Linked DNA regions of Mus musculus: regions 2, 3, 4 and 5 are each linked to region 1. A link is a contact called in public ChIA-PET, Hi-C, Micro-C and promoter capture Hi-C data. All regions are on one chromosome and are shown on one strand. Each heading gives the region's core, a stretch centred on a gene start, on an enhancer-like site or on the middle of the called end of the contact. The rest is flanking DNA. Distances are from core to core; before and after follow the strand shown. Region 1 holds the start of Xpr1 (xenotropic and polytropic retrovirus receptor 1). Region 2 holds the start of Qsox1 (quiescin Q6 sulfhydryl oxidase 1). Region 3 overlaps Gm41980 (a long non-coding RNA gene). Region 4 holds the start of Ier5 (immediate early response 5). Region 5 holds the start of Stx6 (syntaxin 6).

What was found. Promoter capture Hi-C pulls out the DNA fragments that hold promoters and counts their contacts. A called contact is a pair of places that touch in the nucleus more often than the background predicts. ChIA-PET counts read pairs in DNA pulled down with a chosen protein or histone mark.
Region 2: a contact with region 1 is called in a Hi-C map of muscle stem cells, with 2.9 times the contacts expected there. The contact joins the promoter of Qsox1 here to the promoter of Xpr1 in region 1. A contact is called at or near these places in 2 of 484 Hi-C or Micro-C datasets (CD4 T cells and muscle stem cells) and 1 of 9 other capture datasets (adipose tissue).
Region 3: a contact with region 1 is called in a promoter capture Hi-C map of the HPC-7 cell line. The contact joins the enhancer-like site here to the promoter of Xpr1 in region 1. A contact is called at or near these places in 12 of 39 promoter capture datasets (the 3T3-L1 cell line, the C10 cell line, the HPC-7 cell line and 7 more), 1 of 15 datasets of contacts at CTCF or cohesin (large pre-B cells), 11 of 484 Hi-C or Micro-C datasets (B cells, CD4 T cells, CD8 T cells and 8 more), 6 of 115 datasets of contacts at active chromatin or transcription factors (embryonic forebrain, embryonic midbrain, fetal liver and 3 more) and 2 of 9 other capture datasets (adipose tissue and liver).
Region 4: a contact with region 1 is called in an RNA polymerase II ChIA-PET map of memory CD8 T cells, with 92 read pairs. The contact joins the promoter of Ier5 here to the promoter of Xpr1 in region 1. A contact is called at or near these places in 6 of 39 promoter capture datasets (the C10 cell line, erythroid cells, fetal liver and 2 more), 7 of 484 Hi-C or Micro-C datasets (LSK cells, cerebral cortex, embryonic stem cells and 2 more), 4 of 115 datasets of contacts at active chromatin or transcription factors (the 230-238 cell line, memory CD8 T cells, pancreatic cancer cells and 1 more) and 1 of 9 other capture datasets (liver).
Region 5: a contact with region 1 is called in a Micro-C map of embryonic stem cells, with 3 times the contacts expected there. The contact joins the promoter of Stx6 here to the promoter of Xpr1 in region 1. A contact is called at or near these places in 1 of 39 promoter capture datasets (the C10 cell line), 6 of 484 Hi-C or Micro-C datasets (CD8 T cells, embryonic stem cells, muscle stem cells and 1 more), 1 of 115 datasets of contacts at active chromatin or transcription factors (memory CD8 T cells) and 1 of 9 other capture datasets (liver).

What each region holds. Positions count from the first base shown.
Region 1 is chr1:155,416,084-155,418,927 of GRCm38.p6, reverse strand. It overlaps Xpr1 (xenotropic and polytropic retrovirus receptor 1), which reads left to right and starts at 1,484. Exons shown (of 15, transcript NM_011273.2): 1 at 1,484-1,762. The coding sequence starts at 1,694.
Region 2 is chr1:155,811,542-155,814,385 of GRCm38.p6, reverse strand. Qsox1 (quiescin Q6 sulfhydryl oxidase 1) reads left to right here and starts at 1,487. Exons shown (of 12, transcript NM_001024945.1): 1 at 1,487-1,860. The coding sequence starts at 1,587.
Region 3 is chr1:155,028,012-155,030,855 of GRCm38.p6, reverse strand. Gm41980 (a long non-coding RNA gene) reads left to right here. Exons shown (of 6, transcript XR_001779499.2): 3 at 1,108-1,252; 4 at 1,983-2,038. Among named protein-coding and RNA genes, the nearest start is that of Gm41977, 8.3 kb to the right of the region's middle. Within about 2 kb of position 1,460, at least 100 of the 459 cell types and tissues checked have an H3K27ac peak or open chromatin away from gene starts, as enhancers often do. A contact at or near this core is called in B cells, CD8 T cells, the HPC-7 cell line and 6 more, where this site is marked.
Region 4 is chr1:155,098,147-155,100,990 of GRCm38.p6, reverse strand. Ier5 (immediate early response 5) reads left to right here and starts at 1,355. Exons shown (of 1, transcript NM_010500.2): 1 at 1,355-2,844. The coding sequence starts at 1,561. The coding sequence ends at 2,487.
Region 5 is chr1:155,157,247-155,160,090 of GRCm38.p6, reverse strand. Stx6 (syntaxin 6) reads right to left here and starts at 1,388. Exons shown (of 8, transcript NM_021433.3): 1 at 1,164-1,388. The coding sequence starts at 1,198.

The DNA.
Region 1 (2,844 bases), core at 235-2,734:
GTCTTCAGATACACCAGAAGAGGGTGTCAGATCTCATTACAGATGGTTGTGAGCCACCATGTGGATGCCGGGATTTGAACTCAGGACCTTCGGAAGAGCAGTCAGTGCTCTTAACCACTGAGACATCTTTCCAGGCCCCACTTATGATTTTTAACTAAGAATATATGTGTGAGTCTGTGTGTGGGTACTTGTATGTGAGTGCAGGTAGGTGTCCTTGGGTGCCACAAACATCCCCAGAGTTGGAGTTAGAGGTGGTTATGAGCTGCTTGCTGCTTGACATGGATTCTGGGAATGAAACTTAGGTCGCTCTTCGGAGCCATCTCTCCAGCCCCCTGACGATTCTTTCACCAGAGGCTGAGGCTTCTGTTCAAACATTTGCCAGAAAGATGTGCTTTTTCTGAGCAAGCCTCATACCCTCTCTTTCTCTTGAAGAAACATTCATAAAACCTTATTAGAAAGGGGAATTTAGAGGAAGGGAAGGAGGAAAAACATATGGCGTTTTGAAGTATGTGTGTGTGTGTGTGTGTGTGTGTGTGTGTTGGGAAGTCAACAGGGATCTATATTGTCACAGGTACAATACTTCCTTAGCAAACCTTTGAGTCTCATCAAAGTTGTAAGAGTTAAAGAGGATAAAGTTACATGTAAGGAGTTTAGAACAGTGCTTGGTACAGGGACAAGAATAGACACACTTAAAAAGAGAGTCAGCTACTATGTTATCCAGGGCTCCACCATCCAAGGTGAGACCTGGGCTTTTCCCTCAGATAAGTCCTTCAGGGCAGTCACTCTCACATGGAATATGGTACTTTGCTGCCTCTGTGGTATCTTTCCAGAGGTCAGCCTGGATACAGGACTGTCACACAGGGACTGGGTGAGGAGAGGATTCTCTTTCTTCTCAGCATTGTTTTCCCTCTCAAGTTTGCCCCCCACTCCCAGTCAGCTGTATCACAAAGTGTCAATCCTGGTTTGTATCTAGATGTTTTGGCCTTTCTGGTAGCACTAGGACTAATTAGACAATTACATTGAGATACAGAAGCAGCACAAACTTTCTGGCACTGACATTTTAAATTGAAAGCAAGCATTTATTGAGCATCTACAGCATGCAAATACAGTTCCCTTAAATACAATTGGCTCTTAACTGTTTCAACTACTCAATTTGGACCACTGCTGATTTATCTTTAAGGGTTTTATGAAGAATCAATATTAAAATGGAAATAATATTTGCACAGTTCTCTGCAAATATCAGCGTCTTGTGTGGATTATTGTTGCTCCAGTACCAATATTAATTGCAGTAGCAACATTGTTGTTTTTCCCAGGCAGAGTGTAGAAAGCAGCTGTAGGCAGACTGGAGGCAGGCGGAAGAGGTCAGGGGAGGTGCCTTCCCACGTCCGGCCCAAAGGGGCGGAGCAAGAAGGAAAGCCCCTGAGGCCACGCCCCACCCCGCCCCCTCCGTCGGAGCGGCGTAGGCGGTTACCATGGCGATGACGTCTAGAGGGCGGGGCGGGGCGGGGCTATGGAGAGGAGGAGGAAGATGGCGGGAGGGCGGCTCTGAGGAGACCTCGGCGGCGGCGGAGGAGGAGAGAAGCGCAGCTTCGCGCAGCGCCGGGGCCCATGTGGGGAGGAGTCGGAGTCGCTGTTGCCGCCGCCGCCGCCTGTAGCTGCCAGAGCCGGGTGGGAGTGAGGGGGACGCGGCAGGATGAAGTTCGCCGAGCACCTCTCCGCGCACATCACTCCCGAGTGGAGGAAGCAGTACATCCAGTATGAGGTACCTGGGGCTGCTGTGGTTGGGGCGGGCTCGGAGGGGCTGTCATCTCCCTAGCTGCGACCTCCGCCGCTGCCTTGAGCTCCCCGGCCCGGGCGGACTTTGACCCACCGCCGCGGGGAGCCACTGCGGCATCCCCGGCGCTGCTGGCCCCCGGCGGCCAGGCCGTCCTTCCCCTCCCCCGCAGCCCTCTGCCGCCGGGGTAACGGATATGCAGGCGGCGGCGAGAGGAAGGGCACTGCCGGGCTGGGGCTGGGGAATGGTGGTGGGAGGCCAAGCCGCAGGTGCGACGGCGGCCCGGGGTCGCGGCGGTTCGGCGCCACCCCCTCCCCACTCACCCTGACCTCCGGTCCCCACCGCCAGAGATCACCCCCTCTGCCAAGGTTAGGTGCTTCTCGCTGCTCACCTCTCGCCAGAGAATCGAGCTCTTGCAAGATAAACCCCTCCAGCGATTGCCTTCAGTCCACCCAGCCCCGTCGGCTTACCTCCACTTGCTCACTGTTGACAAAGGCTTTGTAACAGGATTGAAACTTGGTGAAATGTGTATCGCCTAATGCAGTGGTTATAGTTTTCAAAAGCATTGAGCCAATAGTTCTGTTTTGATAAGGAGACGGTTGTCTCTGTCTTTGTACTGACTGCACGAACTATACAGAATAATCACATCTTTGGCTTTTCACTCTTCTCTGGTTTTGGAATGGAGGGAAGAGAAAGGAGGGAAGAGAATTATTTAAAATTTCAGGTTTTCTGCTAAGTTTTTGGTAGGGAGAAAAATCACTGTATTGTGAATACAGTACCTTACTTGTGTATTGCACGAGACATGTTCCTCCTTTCAGTTTCTTCCTCTTGCAAGGCTTTTGGAGGGTTTTTAAATACATGTTTTAAGGAACCTTGCATCAATATTGGGAAAAGTAAAGACAGTGCAAACCACTCATATACTTAAAAGGTAGGATACCTGAAAGGCATTTATTTATTTATTTATTTATTTATTTATTTATTTATTTATTTATTTATTTATTTATTTGAAGCTTGCAATAGGTTATTCTCAGAAGCTAGTAGTTCAGCTCCTGGAGAGAGAAAAGACAGCG
Region 2 (2,844 bases), core at 238-2,737, 400 kb before region 1:
TTTCCCAAGGTCTCTCTTTCTAGGAAGCGTGTGCGAGGCTCAGATATGCAAAGAAGGCTGTTAAAATTGTGCCCATAATGGAATACAACAGAGTGGAAACAGGAGGGAAACGAGGAAGGCAGGAACCAGTTACCCTCAAAGCCAACAAACTCTACTGGACATCTTGGGGGAATTCAAGAACTCCAGAAAAAAGAAACTGGTTTTCAGATTATCAGAAAGATCTAGATAAAAGGATAAGAAATTTATATAATAATTTGGTTGTTTTTATTTTTGAGACACTATGTAGCCCAAGTTGGCCTGGCATTCATATTGTTCCATCCCAGCCTACAGAGTATCTGAGGCTTTAGACATGCCCCACCATGCCCTTTGGTTTGTTATTTTTTAAGATTACAAACCTGTATTTGGTCTTCAGCGGTATTACTGACTCGGTCGGTCCCTTCAAATATCAGATGTCCCTGTCCCTGACCACCTCCTATTATAACCATAGCTCCCCTTGATATTTGTCATCAGTCAACCTACATTCACTTGCATACCATCTGTCCCCATTGTAAGTTCCACACCCCTCAGTCTTTTATCACCTCATTCTTAATATCTGGTGCATGACTGGCACAGAGACGTTACTCAGTTTCTTATGAAGGAAAGGAGTAACACACCTTAAGGGCTAGGCCAAGGGGTCACAGAGAGGGCTAACTAATCCAGAGATACAAAAGAAAAAGGCCAGTGTGACAATTCTGAGGATGACCTATTCACTTCAAGATATCTCACAAGGCACCCGAGGTACAAAAGGTGGCCATAGGAAAATTCACTATCACTTTCTTACTTGTGGACACAAGCTTAGTTGATCCGGATACTTGAGAGAACATAGGAGCATGAGGCTGAGTAGGCTGAGGGCAATATAGCATCTGAGCTGTGGGGAGGGAGTCCAACCTGAAGGAATCAACCCAACAAAGGGTGGAGGGATGTCAATGCCAAAGAAACCTTGACTCCAAGGCAGCAGAGCCCAGCCAACTGTGGGAGAGGGCGTCCTGTCCCCTCGTAGGAAGCCCTCCAGCAATAGCTCCCTAGACGGTGGGGCCTCCGGAGGCGTGCGTGCTTCTGGCTCCTGTGGGCCTTGACAATCACAATGTCCTACCTCCTGGCTCTTTTCTCCCACCTACTTCGAATTCCCAATGTGAAAACTGCGAGAAGGAGCCCCCTGGAACTTTCCAGGAACAAGATAAATCTGTAACGACTATGCCAACGGACTCCGCTTCCGTAGGATACGGGGGCCGAGAGCGGCCAAACGTTGCCCCGGCCCCCTCAACGACCTCGAGTGCGGCCTGAGGTCCCGGGCGGCACTCGTTTCCGGACCCAGCTCGGAGGTCTGGCTCGCCGGGGGATGGGAACCGCGGAGCGCCCACCAGCACCGGGACCCCGGCTCTGGCAGCTCACACGCTCGCAGGGGCGGTCCCGGGAGTCGGCCCCGCCTCGGGGCGGAGCCTCTTAGCTCCTCCTCCTCCTCCGGGGCGGAGGCTGTTGGTGCGCGGCAGGCTCCGGATACTGACTAGTCACAAACTTGAAGGAGGTGGACATTCAAGCCGCCTAGGATGAGGAGGTGCGGCCGCCTCTCGGGGCCGCCATCGCTGCTGCTACTACTGCTGCTGCTCTCGCCTCTGCTCTTCTCGGGGCCCGGCGCTTACGCGGCCCGGCTCTCAGTGCTCTACTCGTCCTCTGACCCGCTGACGCTGCTGGATGCTGATTCGGTGCGTCCCACTGTGCTCGGCTCCAGCAGCGCCTGGGCGGTGGAGTTCTTCGCCTCCTGGTGTGGCCACTGCATCGCCTTCGCCCCGACGTGGAAGGAGCTTGCTAACGACGTGAAAGGTGAGAAGTGGAGGCCTTCCCCGACCCACCGGCAGGTCCTGCCAACCGTCCCGCTAGCTCGTCCCCTCCCTCGCGGCTTCCTTGGTCCATCGCAGTCCCTCCCCTCCCCCAATCCATAGCCTTTAAGTTCTCCCTGGCCGCGTCCCCTCAGTCCTCTGCTCCTGCGTCTTCCTCTGACAAGTCTTTGTCTCTATCCTTCGAGAGGGTTTTCTTGTTCCCTGTGCTCTTCTCTGAGCCTTTCTCCAATCCAGCTTTGTAGCAGCCTCCTTCCTCATCCAGGGATCCCTTCTTGCCAACTTCCCTAGTAGTCGAGGTGGAACAGTGCTGGATAGAGAGTTGGCATTCATTCTACCGCCCCCACCACTTTTCTCCACCCCCCGTGGCAAGTTACATAGTTGGTATACACATTTCCTTTCTCATCCTTACCTATGAGGTAGATGTCTGTCTTCATCGGGTGGTTTTCCTCTTTGCCTGTCCAGTCCAGGCTTCTCTTGACCTGCTACCTCTAGCACCTTAGCTTCCAGGCCACATTCTTATTTCTCTTCTCCTTGGGTCTGGACTCGCTTAGACCTTAGCCTTTAAGCCCATGAGACTAAACTATATGTATGCCTGTGGTGTGTGATTGGCCCGTGCTCCATGCTCCAGTCACTGGTCTGGCTATTCCTCCATTCTAAAATGCCAATTACGGGACCCACTCTTCATTTAATTACAGCCTAAGGGGTAGCAGGATAAGAAAACCACCAAACGTATAGGGATTTTTAAAGTGTGCTGTATTATAGGAATGTTAAAATATTGAAAAATTAAGACTTGCAGATGAGGGAACATAATAATGGTAATTATTATAGACCAAGTGCTTAAATAGTAGACTCTGTACTGTGGACACGACAGAATTTCCTCTCTACAGCTTAAAGATTCCCTGCTATACACACATCTTTCTAACTCAAGTCAAGGGTGCTGGGGGTGGGTAAGGGGAGGGGTGGGGAG
Region 3 (2,844 bases), core at 211-2,710, 390 kb after region 1:
GGCCTCTTAGCCACACCACAGTCCCCTCTGCAACTGCAACATTGTAGCCATCTCCTCAATGTGTGTTATGCTGTCCCTTAGGGCCCTGAGCAGGACTCCCCACACCCTGTGCTAGGGATCTAGGGCTTTTAGGCAGGAGTGGGTGGAGGCTGGCATTGACTGGGAGCACTGGACAGTCTTCTGTAATGGAAGGTGTGAAACCCAGAGGGCTTCCCGGCACTTTAAGCTATATAGCCTTTTCTGGTGGATCGAGACGATCACGTTGTGCTCTGCTCTGCCGTAAAGCAGGGATAGAAATAGGGTAGAAGAGACTTACCTGTGTGCCAGGAGTGTGGCCTCAGGTCTCCTGAAAGCCACTTTCTCAATGGAGTTGGATTCGGCCGCTGTGTGATATCAGCACAGTCTCTGTGAAGGATGGATAATTTCAATTCTCAAAACTGAGATAAGAATCAGCAGGGAGTCTGGCCCCTGGACATGCCTGTGGGGCATTTTTTCCAACGAGTTAATTGAGGTGGGTAGATCCACCCACTGGGTGTCCCATCACCCACTGTGTGTCACATCTGGGGTTGGCCTGGGATCCTGGACTGTATGAGAAGGAGAATCAGCTGTGTACAAATAGTTGTTATTCCCTTGCCATCCTGATTTTAATGTGCCCAGCTGCTTCAAGCTCTAGCTGCCCTCACGTCCCTGCCTTGTCGGACTGCACCTTGAACTGTGAGCTCAAATAAACTCTCCCAAGTTGGTTTTTCCAGGCTGTCTTCTCACTGCCACAGAAAAGAAGGCAAGGCAATGTGGCAGGGGCCTGCAGTGTCAGCCCATGCTGGCCGTTGGGCCAGCTCAACCAAAGACAGGGCTCTCGACCCATGATGGGAGAGCAAGTGTGTTGGAAGCTGCAACTGAGGCTGGTGTCCAGCACAAGTCAGGTTTCTTCCTGCTGTCTCTGCATCCCTGGTAATTGTCATTTACCCCTGGGGTCACAGCTGTCTGCCTACTCCATCACCCAGAGCCTTAGGCACTTGGGTTGCCCAGGAAGCAGGGTTGGCACCTGCTATGTACCTGCACAGTGACAACCAATAAAGTCGCTCTGGGGTTTCTGCTTCTTATTAGGATCCCAGGATGGAATGGAGAGGGAAGAGCAAAGACACAAGGCCGCTTCCCCACACTCTCCAGGAGCTCTGAGGGCTTAGATGTGTGGGTGGCGGTGCTACTGGAGGACGTGAAAAGAAGCACAGGAAGGGACACAGAGGCAACGGTAAGAAATAGGTTGGGGTCACTTCTTAAGTATGAAGCTAATTGCTATAGGGGAGCAAGCTTGTGAGTTCATACCTCCTGAGGGGCAGAAAGCCCAGCTCTGGGGCCACAGCAATTGGGAGAAGGGGTGAGATAAGGCTACAGGAGCCCCGAAGCTTCTGCTGAGGAGGCTGGGCTTTACATAACGAGCCACTGGGAGTCACGAACACAGGAAGATGATTCAGCCAACACATGGCGGCACAGGGAGACAATTCTATCTTCCTGTGGCGAGGGGGCGCAGACTCAGGTGTTAGCATTCATAGCAGCCGGAGCGGAGCAAGCCTCCGTAGCTGGGACACCGAACTGCCTGCCGGGGATCAGGAAGGCCGAGGGGCAAAGGTGGCTTGTGGGGAACTGCAGGAACTCTGGCCGAAACGTGGGGGCATCCAGTAAAGATGCGGCTAGGTGTGGGTGGGCAGGAAGAGTTAGGCGTTAGGGGGCTGAGAAGGAGGGGCAGGAGGGACCAGCCGTGGGGGGAGGGCTTTCTAAGTCCGAGGGAGTAGGGTCTAAGAGCAGGCTTTCTCTAGGTCATTCCCACATGCAGGTGAGCCGGGAAGACCAGCTGCTGGTCTTTCCAGTTGTCAGTGGCAGGGGAAGCCCAAGTTTCCATGCAGGGGGATTGCTGGTTCTGCTGACAGGCACCCCGTGCTTCCTGTTTCCTGATTGTAGAGAGAGCTATGTTTTTCCTCCAGGGAAAGAGGAAGTAGTCCCACAGCTGTCCCAGTAGCGGCTTCTGAGGTTCACCAAGGTATGTCCCTGGTTGTCTATTGGGCCTTTGAGTCCCTGTCCAAGATCCCAAGCCCATTGGGCAGTGAAAAAGGTTTTCTTTGTCTTACCAACTTCTAGGCCAGTATTTCCCAACTGTGATTAAAAGGAGCACCACCTAGGGAGTTATAAATAACCCTCGTGCCCAGGCAACAACCAAGACCAATTGAACAGAGTCTGAGGGGGAGAGCGTATTTGAAAGCACCCTGGAAGATTGCAGGGTACAGCCAAGCTTGGCAATCTCAAGTCCAAGTCCATGTTCCCGTAAATGGTGCTATTAACAATGGAGCAGGTGTTCCTGATGTCCTGAAAATGTGGCAAGGCCAGTCCAGGCTTCAGGGAAGGGCTTAGCAGGGGGAAAGGTCATTACCGATGTGAACAGCTTCTTAGTTACAAAATTGTCTACTTCCTCCTTGTCAGACAGCTGTGGACACCTGGACTGGACCCTTGTCCCTGTTCTCTAGGGTTGGGACAATTCCACACACACACCTGTTCTTATCTCTAGAACAGATTCAGGCTATGGTTCGAGTGTGTAGCTCGGACTGTTAAGCTAGCATACGGGAAAGCTGAGTGACTTTAGCCACCTACTCCAGATTTTCTCTCCCCAGGTTGGAGGTTGTGTTCAGGGTACCAGCACGGTCTGGTTCTAATGAGGGCTTGCTCATTTCCTGGCTTGCAGACAGCAGCTTTCTGCTCGTATCTTCAAAAGACAGAGGAAACTCTGGTTTCTCTTCGGAAGGTTAATCCTTCCAGACTCCAGTCTCCTCATGACCTCACTTAGAGTTAATA
Region 4 (2,844 bases), core at 106-2,605, 320 kb after region 1:
GAACATATGTTGCTGTTGCTACATGTTATAATTATTTTCTCTCCTTCTCTATGTGGGCTGAGAATTCCTAGAAGGGAGGGACTCTGGGCTTCAGTTGTAGCAGTAATAGTGGCCAAAGTTAGCATCCCCCAAACCATCAGATCTGAAGGCATCCTGGTTGTGAACTGGCTCTTAATCAAGCCTACCTCTCACTAGTATTTCTTCCATGTAAATGGCCAAACCTATTGTAGGGTCAGGCAAACCTTTCACATAGACACCGTGTAAGCTGTGGTTAACTTTATTATTTAGATTGACTCTGAGAGTTGCCATTTATCTTCTGTGTAATAAAGAAGGTGTATCTGTGATTTCTTCATTTTATATTTGAAACTTCAGGGCCATAAGGCAATTTACAGAGCCATCAGGCACCAGTACAATCTTGTCATGGTCCTTCTGACAGGGATTTGCAAGACTCAGTGGATGGGACTACATTGACTGACCAGAAAAATTTTAGGAACCCTCCCCCCATACTTGACAAAAAACAATTTACATAATCAACATGGGAAACCAGAACTTATTTGTATTTTTAGAACTTACTAGATTTCCCCCAAAATAGATCAGTTACTTATTGTGTGTGTGTGTGGGGGGGGGGTATTAAACAAACAGACAAACAAAGAAAACCATTGTGGAGAAATAGGTAACATCTTCCATTTAAAATATGTGATAACTGAGAATCTGGGGAACGAAATGAAAGATGCCAGCTTTAGGTGAGAACAAACAACGTTGTACCTGAATTCTGTTCCTTCATAAGGCAGAAGCTTGGGTATTTCTAGAACGTTCCCTTTTGTTTGTAGTTAAATGCTGAGTATAACGCTAATGGGAAAGGGGCTAACTCCAACATAATATCTCAAATATATCGTGCTAGTTGTCATATATTGTCATCGCTTCCATTTCTGCCAAGAATGACCAGAAATTACAGCTGAAACAGCTATGAGCAGCTGGAAATTGTGTATGAAAGGAACTGAATTTTATTGTGCAGTAGATTCCAGCACACTAAACGAATGAAAGTTCCAGTCAGTGTGCTAAGGTACATCACAAAGCGGAATCCCTTACTACATACAGTTCTGTGGGCCTCGTTCTCCTCTATCAACGCCTCTGAACACAAATCCCACCGCACATGATCAATGGGCTGCCTGCAATCTCCCCCTTTAAGAGCTTGCTCCGCGGGACTAACGTTTGAACAGGCCCTGGGGCCCCTCCTCTGCCTCTGATTGGTCGGGGGCGGAGCACGAGGCACATCTGCCCGCCCAGAACGGTTAGCGGCGCTTTGTGATTGGCGTTCGAGGAGCATATATAAGGTGCAGTGTGGCCCCGCAGCGCTCAGTTTAGAGTCCGGCTCAGAACGGTTCTGTTGTCTGAAGGGAAGCGGCGGAGGGGGACTACGCGTCACCAGGTCTTTTCTCCACCGAGCTTTCAGACGCCGAGGGTACAACCACAGAGGAAGACCTGATCCCGCCTACAGCTCCTCTCGCAGCTTCAGAAGGCAAGCAGGCGTTCACCCTATCGTCTGGAAGCGAAGGCAGGATGGAGTTCAAGCTGGAGGCTCACCGCATCGTCAGCATCTCCCTGGGCAAGATCTACAACTCGCGGGTCCAGCGCGGCGGCATCAAGCTGCACAAGAACCTCTTGGTGTCGTTGGTGCTGCGCAGCGCCCGCCAAGTCTACCTGAGTGACCCCTGCCCTGGCCTCTACCTGGCTGGCCCTGCGGGGACCCCGGCGGTGCCGCCGCCTCAGCAGCCTGGAGAGCCTGTAGCCGGGCCACCCTCCGGCTGGGGAGAGCCGCCCCCGCCGGTCGCCCGTGCCGCCTGGCCGGAGCCCGAGCCTCAGCCGCAGCCTCAGCCTCAGCGTCCCTCCGTGTGCCACACGCCCGGAGCGGGAAGCTCAGAACCGGTGGCCGCGGTGGCCGGATCGGGGGAAGCTCTCCGGGGCGGAGAGGAGGACTCGGCGGCAGCTGCTTGGGGCCGCGTGGAGCGTCCGCGCGCGGCGTCTTCAGGAGGTGGCTCGGACGCGTGCCCCGAGGGGCCCCGGGCAGTGCGCCGCCCGTGCGGCTGTCCCCCGGCCGTGGAGGAGCGGTCCTCCGAGGACGGGTCCCCCGCGCCACCCGCCCCGTGTCCCAGGAAGCGTGGCGCAGCGGGAGTGGGTGGCGGCCGCGCGAGCTGCTCGGCACCCGGCTCTACCCCTCTCAAGAAGCCGCGCCGGAACTCGGAGGAGCAGCCAGTCACCGGCGAGGACGACACCGACGAGGAGATGGAGACCGGGAACGTGGCAAACCTCATCAGCATCTTCGGGTCTAGCTTCTCGGGACTCCTACGGAAAAGCCCCGCAGGCGGCCGAGAGGAAGAGGAGGCGGAGGAGGGCGGCCCGGAAGCCGCCGAGCCGGGGCAGATCTGCTGCGACAAGCCGGTGCTGAGAGACATGAGCCCCTGGAGCACAGCCATCGTGGCCTTCTGAGCCCCCGGGACCCGAGTGGCTGGAGCTTGAGCAGCGGGAGTCCCCGAAGTGCGGCCGGGGCCTCTCCCGGCCGCGAGGACGAGCCGAGACCGTAGGCGCTGGGCGCGTAGGGGAGACTGGTTGCTGCCGGGCAGCACATCGCCCCAGAAGGGGCAGCCCGGCTGGGCCGTGGCTCTCGAGTCTCATCCTGAGACCTAGAGTTGGAGGCTTATTGGAAGAGGACGATCGATCGTTAACTTTTGTATCTGTGTGTGTCCGTGTGTAAGTTTGTCTTGTGTTGAGACTGTTCTGTGATTCTGGAATGCACCACCCCTTCCCCGGGGCTTGAGACTTTGGGGGTGCAGACAGGGACTTTCC
Region 5 (2,844 bases), core at 139-2,638, 260 kb after region 1:
CCTTCCTATTCCCCGACTAAATTAAAGCAAGGCAAAAGAAAAACCCTTTTAAGGAAACGTAGAGACAATCTTAGCCAAGCTGGCCTTTAATCCCAGCACTCAGGAAGCAGAGGCAGGCAGATCTCAGTGAGTTCAAGGGAGTTACACAGAGAAACTCTGTCTCAAAAAGCCAAAAAAAAAAAAAAAAGCAGTCATAATATATTTGATTGTGCATTGACTGTACACACCAAGGATAGTAAAGTATCTCATTTTAAGTTTCCCAGGACTCTTAAATACAAAAACAAACACCCACACAACTGGTCAGCTTTTACCACTATACAAGTAAGATGCAAGTAGCAACTAGTTAAAAGCAAAGAACACTTTGCAGTCAGTAGAACTTACTCTGTCTTAACTTCGCAGTTCTCAGATTTTTGACATTTCTCTGACATTCAAAGCATAAAACTGACACATTATTAGAAATAAGTTGCGACATCATAATTGCGCTTTCTTGCTTTTGTGTAATGGCTACAAAGTTGATACAACAAAGTGCAATTGATGTTTTCATCTCCCAACAGATAAACAAAGATGGAGTCAGGACAGTTCTGTCGCAAAACGAGGGCAGTAGGCTTCTAAAAAGGCAGAACGTGAAGTGAGGGAAACCTGTCAAACACCCAGGATGAAACCAAGGAGTTCAATAGAAACACTCATTTCCTTCGACACGGTGGGAAAACCCCGGTGGCTCACAAGAAACCCTCGGAAAGTTTGGTTTGGCTGATTGCATATTGTTTTCCTTCCAACATCAGCACCCGGCCTGGAGGACTTTTCCTCCCCCGGGAAAGCGCGCGTCCTCCCGCACCGGCTCCCGCACCCGCTGGACACTACCGGGCAAGCCGCGGGGTGGCCGTCCCGAGCTAGCTCCACGACTCCACAATGGAGCTCGCCCCCGCGCACGCCCACTCCAAGAGGGCCATTTCCCTTTTCCTGCCCAGATGCTGTCGGCCGGCTCCGGCGCGTCGCTCCCCACCTGCGGCGCGCGACCCCGAGGAAGTGGCGGTGCGGGCCGATAGTGGGACCCCAGGGGCCCGGCCCCAAACGACGCGCGGTGTCCGAGCACAGAGGCTGTGTCGCCCTGCCTCGATTTCCCTCCCCTCTCTCTGAGGCGGGAGTCCTCGGCCCACACTCACCCCTTCACTACAAAGAAGGGGTCCTCCATGGACATGGCGCCCGGCCCGGCAGCCCGAGCCCTCCCTGAGGTCTACCGTGGCCAGCGCCTCGGCCGGGGCGACCCGGAGCAGCAGTGCGCGCAGACCCGGGTGCCCGTCGGCCGTCGGTCCAGCAGTCGGTCAGCGCCGCGGGTCGAATCCCACTCCAAGCCGGCCCCCACGGCAGCCTCCTCCCCCGGCACCTCCGGCGTCTGGCCCCGCCCCCAGAACCTTCGCCACTACCAATCATGGACGCGTACCGCAGCCTCACTTCCGCACTCAGGCTCACGTGACCCAGATCGCCCAGGCCCTGCGCCGGAGAGGGGCGGAGCCTAGCTTGCGTCACTAGGCCCGAGAGGCGGGGCTCTGGATAGTGGGGGCGGTCTTCTGCTGCCTGGAGAAGGCAATGAGGATTTTAAGAAAGCTGTTGCTGTGTCTGATTTGCATAGACCTTTTACCTTTTCTCTACTTTTAATACTTGCTTTTAACTCCCTGTGATTTACATGCCCATCTAATCATCGTCTTGCACTAAAGGATTCTCAAAAGATCTGATTATGGTAAGGTCTTAGGTCATGCAGTGTGTAAAGGCTGTATAAACATCCTCAATCAATACTCTTTTGGAGGACGATCCTACTGTTTCTAATTTGTTAGAGACTTCATTCTTTCCTGTACAGGGTCACACAACCCCAGACACACAGATCCACAGATCCCGGACATTTGTACTTCATTCTGAAAGCAAAGAAGGAGCCAGACGGGATCACTTCCTTTCAACTACGATTGCAGAACATCCAGAGCATTTTATATGGCACAATTAGACACACTGTGCGTAACTTCTTGGATGAGAACTGTGACCTTTGATTATTGATAATCACTGAGCAGTGACTGAGCATTGGACAGGATTCTAAGTTATCTCACTGTCACATTCCTATTATTTATCATCTTCATTTTATGAATGAGCTTGGACTCCGAGAGGTTACGTGACTTAGCCAAATTCTTTAGTCTCCTTGGAGCTTGCATCAAACAAATTCCCTTTGAACCTGAAGTCCCCCATTCAATTCCTCATCTTTAAGATGTAAGGTGGTGGTGGCACACACCATTAAGACCCGCACTCAAGGGGCAGAGGCAGATGGATCTCTATGAGTCTGAGGCCAGTCTGGTCTAATGAGCTAGTTCTAGGACAGCCAGGATGTGTAGGGGTGGAGTAGGAGGAATGTTATGTGAACTCTGAGGCCCCAATGCCGTCAGGGACCCCTGAAGGAAGCTGTTGTTTAGAGGACAGCAAGAGGACATGATAGAGGAAGGGAGGAGAAGAGAAGTGAGAAGCAAAAGTCAAAGACGCCAGGCTTCTCTGAACTCCTGAAGGAGCGGTGGGTGGCAGGTGTCGGGAAGGGGAGCTGCCGGGAGAGTTGCAGGCTTTGGCTACCTACCTACTGAAATTCAGAGATAAAATGTTCATTGACAATGGCATGTAAGTGGAAGAGCAGATGAGCCTGATCCTTGAAGGTCAAACCTCAGCTCTGCTAGTCCCAGAAGCCGTGTCAAGCCAGGTTCTTAATTGTTGACTGTCCTGTCTCTGGATGGATACCATAGTAACATCTTTCTCCTACAGTGTACAAAGTATTGGCAAAATCCAGCACACCTGAGCTTCTTTACTCTGCTCAGG